Linked DNA regions of Sus scrofa: region 2 is linked to region 1. A link is a contact called in public promoter capture Hi-C data. All regions are on one chromosome and are shown on one strand. Each heading gives the region's core, a stretch centred on a gene start, on an enhancer-like site or on the middle of the called end of the contact. The rest is flanking DNA. Distances are from core to core; before and after follow the strand shown.

Region 1 (4,682 bases), core at 1,840-4,339:
GGCCGTGGCCCTTAGGGACTCCCCTCCCCCCACTTCCCCCTCCCTCCTCTTCCTGCACTTACTACACAGAACAATGGATGTCGGGAAGGGCCCTTGGAGACTTGAAATGGGTGGGGAGAGGTGAGGCTCAGCATTTGAATTCTGTACCACCCACCCAAGGGGCCTCAGTCTACACCCTCAGATTACTCCCCACCTGAAAAGGCTCACAGCAGCTGTGTTTGTTTTCAGCACCCCTCAGCCCAGTATGGGCCGATGCCCACTCCTACCTTATTTAGCAGGGTTCTAGGGGTCTCAGGGGAAGACCAGCTGAGGTGCAGACCCCGCATCTGCTGGGGCTCTGGATCTTGCTGTACTGGGGGCCAGGTGAGGCCGGAACACCCAGGCATCCCAGAGTTGCTGAGCCAAATGGGAGAGGGGCCAGAGGCTGGGGAAAAGGAGAGCTAGCAATCGGACAGGAAACCATCCTTTATCTTACCCTCTTTGGCCCAGGCTCCACTCTGCCCTGCTCCCAGGGTGAGGTTCTGGACTAGGCTCTGAGCCGTGTGTTTAGGTTGAGGGTTGGCTCTGCTTCCTGGGAGGGGCATTTGTTTCCTGCACAGCTGTCACAAGTAAAGGGGGGCCCGGAGGGCGGAGGGCTCCAGAAAGTGAGGGGGTCCAGGTGTCCGAGATAGCCAGGTCCCTAACTATCCATCCATCAACCACCAAGCTTTCCCAGCTCCCTCGGGAACTCAGTCATTCATGGTTTCATTCATTTATATTCGAATTAAAAATCCTCTCTCTAGCTCCTCTCCAGATTTTCGCCACGATCTATTAGTTCCCGCCCCTTGTTGGCCCGAGATCCTTTCACCGAATTGTGGCGCTGGGTCCTCAGGCCCGACCTCCTTTGTTTCGTCTTTTGGCTCCTTAACCCCCAGGCATCCCTTGTCCCTGGGGATACGAATCCTCCCCGGCAAGGATTTAGTCAGCCGCTGTTGTCACCAAGGCGACTATTGCAATGCCCCCACCCCCCGGCACACCCCGAAAGCCTCCGCCAGGCCCGTTACCCCGGCAACAAACTCTGGAACCTCTCCCCGAGCACCTGCCGCGCCCAGCGGCGTGGACAGGGGAGGAGCGAAACGAACAAGGGCGGCGGGACTAAGGACCCGAAGGCCACGCCCCCTCTAAAGTAGGGCAGCCCCAAAATAACCACTTGCCTCTTTCCTCCTGCTACCGTCTGGGCCCACTGTCGCTGTAACTCCACTGCAAGTCCTCCCAGACTTCTCAGGGAGATCCCTACCAGGAGGCCCAGCCTCAGCCACCCATAACCCCCTTAGCCTTTTCGTGGCGGTTACATGAGAGAGAGAGAGAGAGAGAGAGCGCTGTGAAATTCCGTTCCGCCTTTTCTTTGCTCTCTTTGCCTCAAGAGCAGCCTCCGCTGTTTTTCTTTTCTTCTATCACTCTGTCACCCACTCAGCAAACATTTATGTAGGTGCCGGGTGCTCCTCCCCAGTTCTCCATTACCCTGACTTTTCTCTCCAATAATTCTCTTATTTTATCATCCCAAGGCTCTCGGGGCGTGCGCAGTGGCGTACGTTTTCCTCCTGTATTTCTTCGTTCACGTCTGTTTTACTAGGCATGTGTCTCCGTCCGTTTCTTGCCATCTTCCACCGCAGCACCCCGAGACCAGAAAAAAGATTCTCGGAGAGTCTGGCACTTTAGCAGGAAAACCTCGCCAGACCCCGCCCCAAACCTCCAGACCGGAAACTGGGGCAGGTGGGGGGCGCGTTCCTGGGAGCCAGGGACCTCCCCTGACCTACTGACCCTTAAAGTAAAAATCTGGGTGGGTCTCACTCACCAGAGGGAGACTGACCTGGTGAGACGCCCGCGGGGCAGGCGAGTCGGGCCAGCAGGCCCCCGACGGAAGAAACGGATGGGGCGCCTGGAGCCCGTCCGCGGCAGCTCATTGGTTGCTGTGAGGTCTCCGGAATCCTGGACTGGGAGGGACGTTGGCGCCATAGTGCCACCTTCCGGGGAAGCCGTGCAGTGCTCTGGGTGGCAGCGGGGGCCGGACGCCCGGGTTTCTTCCCAAGTGCCTGGCCAAGAGCTGAGCTTGGGCGGGCGGCCGCCCTCGCGTCCTCCCAAAAACTCTGAAGTGCAGCCAGGCGTGGAGAGCGAGCGCACAGCGCCGGAGCCTGTGGGCGCCGGAGATCGGACCCAATGACCTGCAGCTGAGCTGAGGCGGGCCCGGAAAAGCGGGGGCATAGGGAAAGGCTCTGGCTTCCCAGAACCCACAGGGCGTAGTGGGCTAATACGGTCCCTGGAGACTCAGGTGTCCTCGCTTTTGGATTTCTGACACATCTTTCCCATTTTGGAAAATGGTATCACAATCACTCCCTTTCGCAAAGCCTATCTCCCTTCCCTCACCTCACAAGCAGTCTGAATCTGTCCCGTCTTCCTGGGAAACGTAGCTCAGATTCCTGCACCGCTCAACTTCCCTCTCTTCTGTTAGACCAGGCTGCCATCTTGTGACTGGACTTGGGAATAGCTTCCTAACTGGTTTCCCGGCCTCAGAAATCTACAAACAGAAATCTGAACCTGTTACTCCTCTGCTGAAATCCTTTTGGTTTGTAGTAGCCACAGCTCAGGTGCTTCCTCCTCCCCCATCTCCCGTCACTGTCTGTTGACTTGTCTTCTGCACTAAACTGTGTGCTCCGTGACGATAGGGGCTTTGTGCAATATTGTATCCCCAACATCTGATGCAGTGATTCAATGAATGTCTGTTAAATTCATACGAAATGCGTTTCTTCTTTTTTTTTTGTTTTTTTTTTTGTTTTTTTTTTTTTGTCTTTTTGCTATTTCTTTGGGCCACTCCCGCGGCATATGGAGATTCCCAGGCTAGGGGTCCAATTGGAGCTGTAGCCACCGGCCTACACCACCACAGCCACAGCAACGCGGGATCCGAGCCGCATCTGCAAACTACACCACAGCTCATGGCAACGCCGGATCCTTAACCCACTGAGCAAGGGCAGGGACCGAACCCGCAACCTCATGGTTCCTAGTTGGATTTGTTAACCACTGCGCCACGATGGGAACTCCTCTTTCTTTCCTTTCTTTTTGCCACGATGGGAACTCCTGAAATACGTTTCTTTTCTCATTCTTTTTGTTGGGTCCTTGTCCCCATGCCAGGATGTTAGGCCCCAGAATGGCTGTGGGTGAGGACACTCTGTCCCTCCGGCTGTTCTAGCTCTGAATTCCGCCCCAAAAGGATGTTGCCTCTCCCTTTCCTCTTGGTCAACTTCTCTTCCATCAATATAAGGCCAAACTGGAGGCTGGTGGGCAGTCATGCATTTTATGGCAGGCCCTGCAAGTAGCTGGAATATGGGCTTCCACCAAGCCCTGGCCCTCTTAATAATGCAGGTCATGATGAGCTTGGTGTTTGGTAAGTGTCTCTAAGGGGTCAGAAGGATCTCCTAGCCTGCTGGATAGAGAAACCCACAGACACCAGATGTCTGGGTACATGTGCCAAGGGCATTCAGGTAAACCAGGCAGGAGGAAAGATGGGGTGGGTGGGCTTGGTGGGATAATGACTGGGGACTGATAACGGGCTGATGTTCACTCTGAGAGAGATTTCAGGTGATTACTGGAGGGTTTTCTCACTTAATAGCAGTCACCTGAGTGGAGATATTAAAGAGAACCTCTTTGAATCCGAGGGCAATACAGAAGAGGGAGGGTTGGGGGAACACGCCAGATGACAGCCCCAGGATCCAGCGTAGAACAAGGATGAATCCAGCCTGATAACTCGCTTGGCTGCAAATCACCATCTACACAGAAACAAGATTCAAAGTGTTGGCTCATCATCAGCCTCACACCAAGGGTTCTGCTGGGGACACGTTAACGAGTGGTCTGGGCCTGGGACCGGAGGAGGAGGGAGATGAACAGGCATGTGTTTGTGAAGGGCTTAGGTGAACAAAATTAAAAATGAATCTGTTCAAGAGTTCCCGTCGTGGCTCAGTGGTCAACGAATCCAACTAGGAACCATGAGGTTGCAGATTCGGTCCCTGGCTTTGCTCAGTGGGTTAAGGATCCAGCGTTGCCGTGAGCTGTGGTGTAGGTTGCGGCTCGGATCCAGCGTTTCTGTGGCTGTGGCTGTGGCTGTGGTGTAGGCCAGCAGCCACAGCTCCAATTAGACCCCTAGCCTGGGAACCTCCATATGCCGCTGGTGCGGCCCTAGAAAAGGCAAAAAGACAAAAAAAAAAAAAAAAAAAAAAAGAATCTGTTCAGTGGGACCCCCTCAAAGAATATGGCTTTGGGCTACTCGAAGTCTCTGTCTACATGTCTTGTGCTGATGCACTCTTATGTTTTCACTTCTGCTAATTACAGATGAAGAAAGCATATTCCAGGAGTTCCCACTATGGTACAGTAGGTTAATTATCCAGCATTGCTGCAACTGTGGTTCAGAGTCAATCCCTAGCCTGGGAACTTCCATATACCATGGATGCAGCCAAAAATGAAAGAAAAAAGAAAAGAAAGCATATTCAAAAGACTGTCTGGGGTGGGGGACCATGAAACCAAGTCACAGAGGAAGAACTGTCCTAACAAGGCTGCCAAAACTTGGAATAGGCTGCCTTGGCCTAAACTTTGAACTTAGAGACTTACAGAGTGCTGGTAGACACATTAGTCCCTCAAATAAATGTTTAATTAAT
Region 2 (4,343 bases), core at 1,540-4,039, 260 kb before region 1:
CCATGTAGGTGTAGGTTGCAGACGCAGCTCAGATCCTGCGTTGCTGTGGCTCTGGCGCAGGCCAGTGGCTACAGCTCCGATTCGACCCCTAGCCTGGGAACCTCCATATGCCGTGGAGTGGTCCAAAGAAACAGCAAAAAGACAAAAAAAAAAAAAAAAAAATTCATCTAATGAAATAAGATATAAACAAAAACACATGGTATAGTTCTGTTTGAATCAAGTTTAAAAGTGAGCAAAACTAAAATATGTTGTTAATGGATAAACACGTAGATGGTAGAAAGAAAACCGAGGTAATGACTATCATACCAGCCAAGCATGTGACCTGCCAGGGACAGAGCAATATACGTGGGCTTTGGCTGTGTGTGACAATCTGACCTGGGTCACAGTTAAGTGGGCATGTGCATTATAAACATTCTTTAAATTGTGTGTTTCTATATTGTTTTGTGCAATTTTAAAAGCTCTTCTAAAATCAAGCTAACACCAGTAGGTTAAAAACAACAATGCTCTAAGGAGTGGGTGTGGGTCCCTTTCTTAAGAGACTGGAGCTAGTCTCCATCTTCCTTCTCTCCCTCCTTTTCTTCCTGAGAGAGTGTATGCTAACCTCCCAACCGCTAAATCCATGTGCATATCATTTCACTTGACCTCTTCGAAGACCACTGCCTGGAATCACAGGTTCTAACACGACCAACTACTCCACCTTCTTGAAAATCTCTACTTTCTCAAAAGGCCTTTTCGTGGGTTCTTCCTAACTCTGGCAATTCCTTCTCAACCTCTTTCACAGACTCCTCTTCCGCTGCTTTCCTCTTGCAACAGTGGATTTCAAATTTTAAGGCACATTAAGAATCAATTGGGGCATTCTCCTGTGGTGCAGTGGGTTTCAGGATCTGGCATTGTCACTGCCTTGGTCCAGGTCACTGCCGTGGCGAGGGTTCACTCCCTGGCCTGGCACTTCCACAATAAAAAAGAATCACTTGGGGCAGTAGCTTAAAAATGTAGATTCCGGAATTCCTGTCATGGCTCAGCAGGTTACAAACCCAACTAGTATCCATAAGGATGGGGGTTAGATCCCTGGGCTCACTCAGTGGGTTAAGAATCCGGCATTGCTGTGAGCTGCAGTGTAGGTTGCAGACAAGGTTCAGATGCAGCATTTCTGTGGCTGTGGTGTAGGCCAGCAGCTGCAGCTCCGATTTGACCCCTAGCCCAGGAATTTCCATATGCTGCAGGTGCAGCCCTAAAAAAAAAAAAGTAGATTCCCAGGTTCTACCCCAAGAAATCTTAATTCATTATCATTGAGTGAGTTCCAGGAACCTGTATTTTTGAATAAAGAGGCCAGGTAATTTTCAGGGTCAGGCAGAACTCAGGACATACCTCGGGAACCACTGCCTTAAGGGTTGGTTCCTCCCAGCATTGGGGATTTGGCTCTATTATCTTTCATTGCAAACCTGGGGTCCTTAACTTTGGGCTGCAGAGGATCTGTGAAACTCTCTCCCCTCCAAAACTGTCTATATACCTTATATATATGTAATGTATATGCATTTTTCTGGAGAGAGAGACATAGCTCTTATTATCTTCTAAAGTTTGTAAAAAGGTTACAAACCACTCCTCTCCTCCCTCTTCCTGCCATTTTCACCCACTTCTACAGACTGAACCACTGCGCACATCTCCATGACTTCCAATTCTGCATTAGTGGCCCAGAACTCTCTCCAAACCCTCATCCAACTGTCTGCCGCACATTTGCATCTGGATGTTCCACAAGTACCTCCACTCAACCTGTACGCAATTAAAGACATCATCTGCCACCAATGTTCTCCTAGTCCCTTTGCTCCACCAACCACTCGGCCATCCAGAAAATCGAAGAGTTTTTCCTTCTTCTTCCCGCTCTCCACATTCCTCACCCATCCTCACCCTAATTTAGGCCTTCACCAGTTCTCAGATGTAAATATCTTTCCAATCGATCTCCCTACCTCGCCTACTCCCTCCAATCCATGCAACACACCCTTCTCTCTCCTATTTAACAGTCCCCGCCAGATCACCGCTTTCAATGTAAGACCGAAACGACACTGATGTACAAAGCCTGTCCTAATCTAATGTCTGCCTGCATTCTCAGCGCTGTAGGTTCGAACCATGCCCGGTGACTCAGTCTCTCCCAAAGCTTCACTCTTCCACACTCATGATTTGGCATGCTCTCTGTTGCCTGAGGCTCTGTAGCCTCCTCCCTGGCTGGCACAATGCTTGGCCCAGAAAGACCCAATGCTTGCTGAAAGGCAGAATAGGTGGTGGGCGAACTGAATGATGGGGAACCTCGGAAGTGCCCGCGAGGCAGGGAAGCGCCCTCCGTCGGTCGCTCTGACGCCCCTCACCAGCTGCCGGTCAGCCACCGTCCGGTCCGGCACGAGACTGTACACCTGGTTCCTCAGCACGATGGGCGGTAGCGCATCCTCAAACAGGACTCGCGGGAACAGCCGCACTAGCTCCGCGACTGCCGCGCGCGCAGATCCTGGGCGGAAAGACCTGGTCACTGAGACGTTAACTGGGACCGGGGCGGGGGAGCGGATGTACGCTGGGTCCCACCACACAGGGTTACCAGAGGCGAGGCCGCTCCCAGCTGAAGTCCCTAGTCTCGCCCTGGGGTTGCCATGGTTACCTGACTCGCCGCGCAAAGGATCTGCCTCTACATCCCGTCTTTCTCGCGGTCTCTTCAGTCCAAGGGTCTCTGGGACCAGGCGATGCCTCTTCCGGCTCATATCCCGGGATCTTAAGGTGCCGGGGAAGAGGTAGATGCTGAAGGAGAAGAACACGAAAAGTCTTCCGGCGCAGAGCAGTGACGTAGAGCGTCCCTCCTTGGAGGCCAGTCAGCCCAGTGTTACAGGACGACGTGGTGACGAAAGAGCCGTCAACCTGTCATCCCTCGGGCTGGGAGGGGCAGTGCCAATGCGGATACCGGCACCAACTGCATTGGCCGAGGCCCCACGTCCGCTGCTGATTGGCTTCCTCCGAGAGCGCCCACTTCCGGGGACGCCAGGGCAGTGCGGGAGGGGTACCGGTGGCCACGTTGTGATCTGCCTCCTGCTGTCCAGCACACAGGCCCCCATCCCAGAGGGGTTTGCCCGCCACTGTCGCTGAATAAATTGCGTCATCGAGAGCCGGGAAGACCATTTTTGCATCCCTCTTCGACTTCTGATGTACCTGCCATGACGTCATAGCTCTGCGAAGGTGTAAGTCGATGTTGGTGAGACCTGACATAACCAGCCAGATACGAGGCCAAAGGTACTTCCTAACCTCTCTGGGCTTGGAGGACCTGGGGATAGGGGTGTAAGTCAAGGGGAAAGGTGAAATGTGCACCTGGTGGTGGCCGTATTTGAGGACATGGGGCCTGCACTTTTCAAGGCCAGAGCCTGGCCATCAGTAAGCTTGCTTAGTCCTGACCTGAAATCCTCCTTTTCCAGCCCTCCTCTTTAAAAAGGGAACTTCCCCACCCTCTCTCAGGTCTGCATGGAGCCCAGAGGGACCAAGAGAGGAGCTGCAAAGATAAGAGTAGCTGAGCCCTGCAACAAACTCCCTCGCCCAGCACCCTCACTGCCCACAGACCCTGCCCTCTACTCTGGGCCCTTTCCTTTCTACCGGCGCCCTTCTGAACTGGGCTGCTTCTCCCTGGATACACAACGCCAGTACCATGGAGATGCTCGAGCCTTGCGCTACTACAGTCCACCTCCCACCAACGGTCAGAGCCCCAACTTTGACCTCAGAGATGGATACCCTGATCGATACCAGACCCGGGATGAAGAGGTCCAAGAGAGACTGGACCACCTGCTGCGCTGGCTCCTGGAGCACCGAGGCCAGCTGGAGGGGTGAGCAAAGCATGGCACACAAGTAGCTCTAGAGACCTGCACCTGCCCTCTGAAATTGGGAGAGCCCAAGCTGGAGAGAGGCCAGTCCTTAAGCTATTCTTTGGGGGCACCATAGCGCGAATGCTTGCGTCAGATCTTCAGCCCCTAATCCCTCCCTCTCAGGGGTCCCAGCTGGCTGGCAGGGGCCACAGTGACGTGGCGGGGGCACCTGACAAAGTTACTGACGACACCATATGAGCGGCAGGAAGGCTGGCAGCTGGCAGCCTCCCGGTTCCAGGGGACGCTGTACCTGAGTGAAGTAGAGACACCAGCTGCCCGGGTTCAGAGGCTTAACCGGCCACCCCTCCTCCGGGAGCTTATGTACATGGGGTACAAGTTCGAGCAGTACATGTGTGCAGGTGAGAGTTGCCCTGGTGCCGTAGCCCCCTCCCCCTTCCCCAGAGATTGAGAGCCCCCAGCCCTGCTGCTGTTTCTCTCCTTGTGCAGACAAACCTG

Evidence for each region. Promoter capture Hi-C pulls out the DNA fragments that hold promoters and counts their contacts.
Region 2: a promoter capture Hi-C map of fetal liver shows a contact between it and region 1, with 2.6 times the contacts expected there. The contact joins the promoter of STK19 here to the promoter of LY6G5C in region 1. A contact is called at or near these places in 3 of 5 promoter capture datasets (fetal liver and liver), 2 of 47 Hi-C or Micro-C datasets (epiblast stem cells and skeletal muscle) and 1 of 2 datasets of contacts at active chromatin or transcription factors (alveolar macrophages).

Annotation. Positions count from the first base shown.
Region 1 is chr7:23,794,374-23,799,055 of Sscrofa11.1, reverse strand. It overlaps LY6G5C (lymphocyte antigen 6 complex locus protein G5c), which reads left to right and starts at 3,089. Exons shown (of 3, transcript XM_003128309.4): 1 at 3,089-3,418. The coding sequence starts at 3,322.
Region 2 is chr7:24,058,672-24,063,014 of Sscrofa11.1, reverse strand. STK19 (serine/threonine kinase 19) reads right to left here and starts at 2,789. Exons shown (of 7, transcript NM_001128450.1): 1 at 2,645-2,789; 2 at 2,361-2,497. The coding sequence starts at 2,744. It overlaps DXO (decapping exoribonuclease), which reads left to right and starts at 3,028. Exons shown (of 7, transcript NM_001101826.1): 1 at 3,028-3,215; 2 at 3,487-3,848; 3 at 4,011-4,246; 4 at 4,335-4,343. The coding sequence starts at 3,493.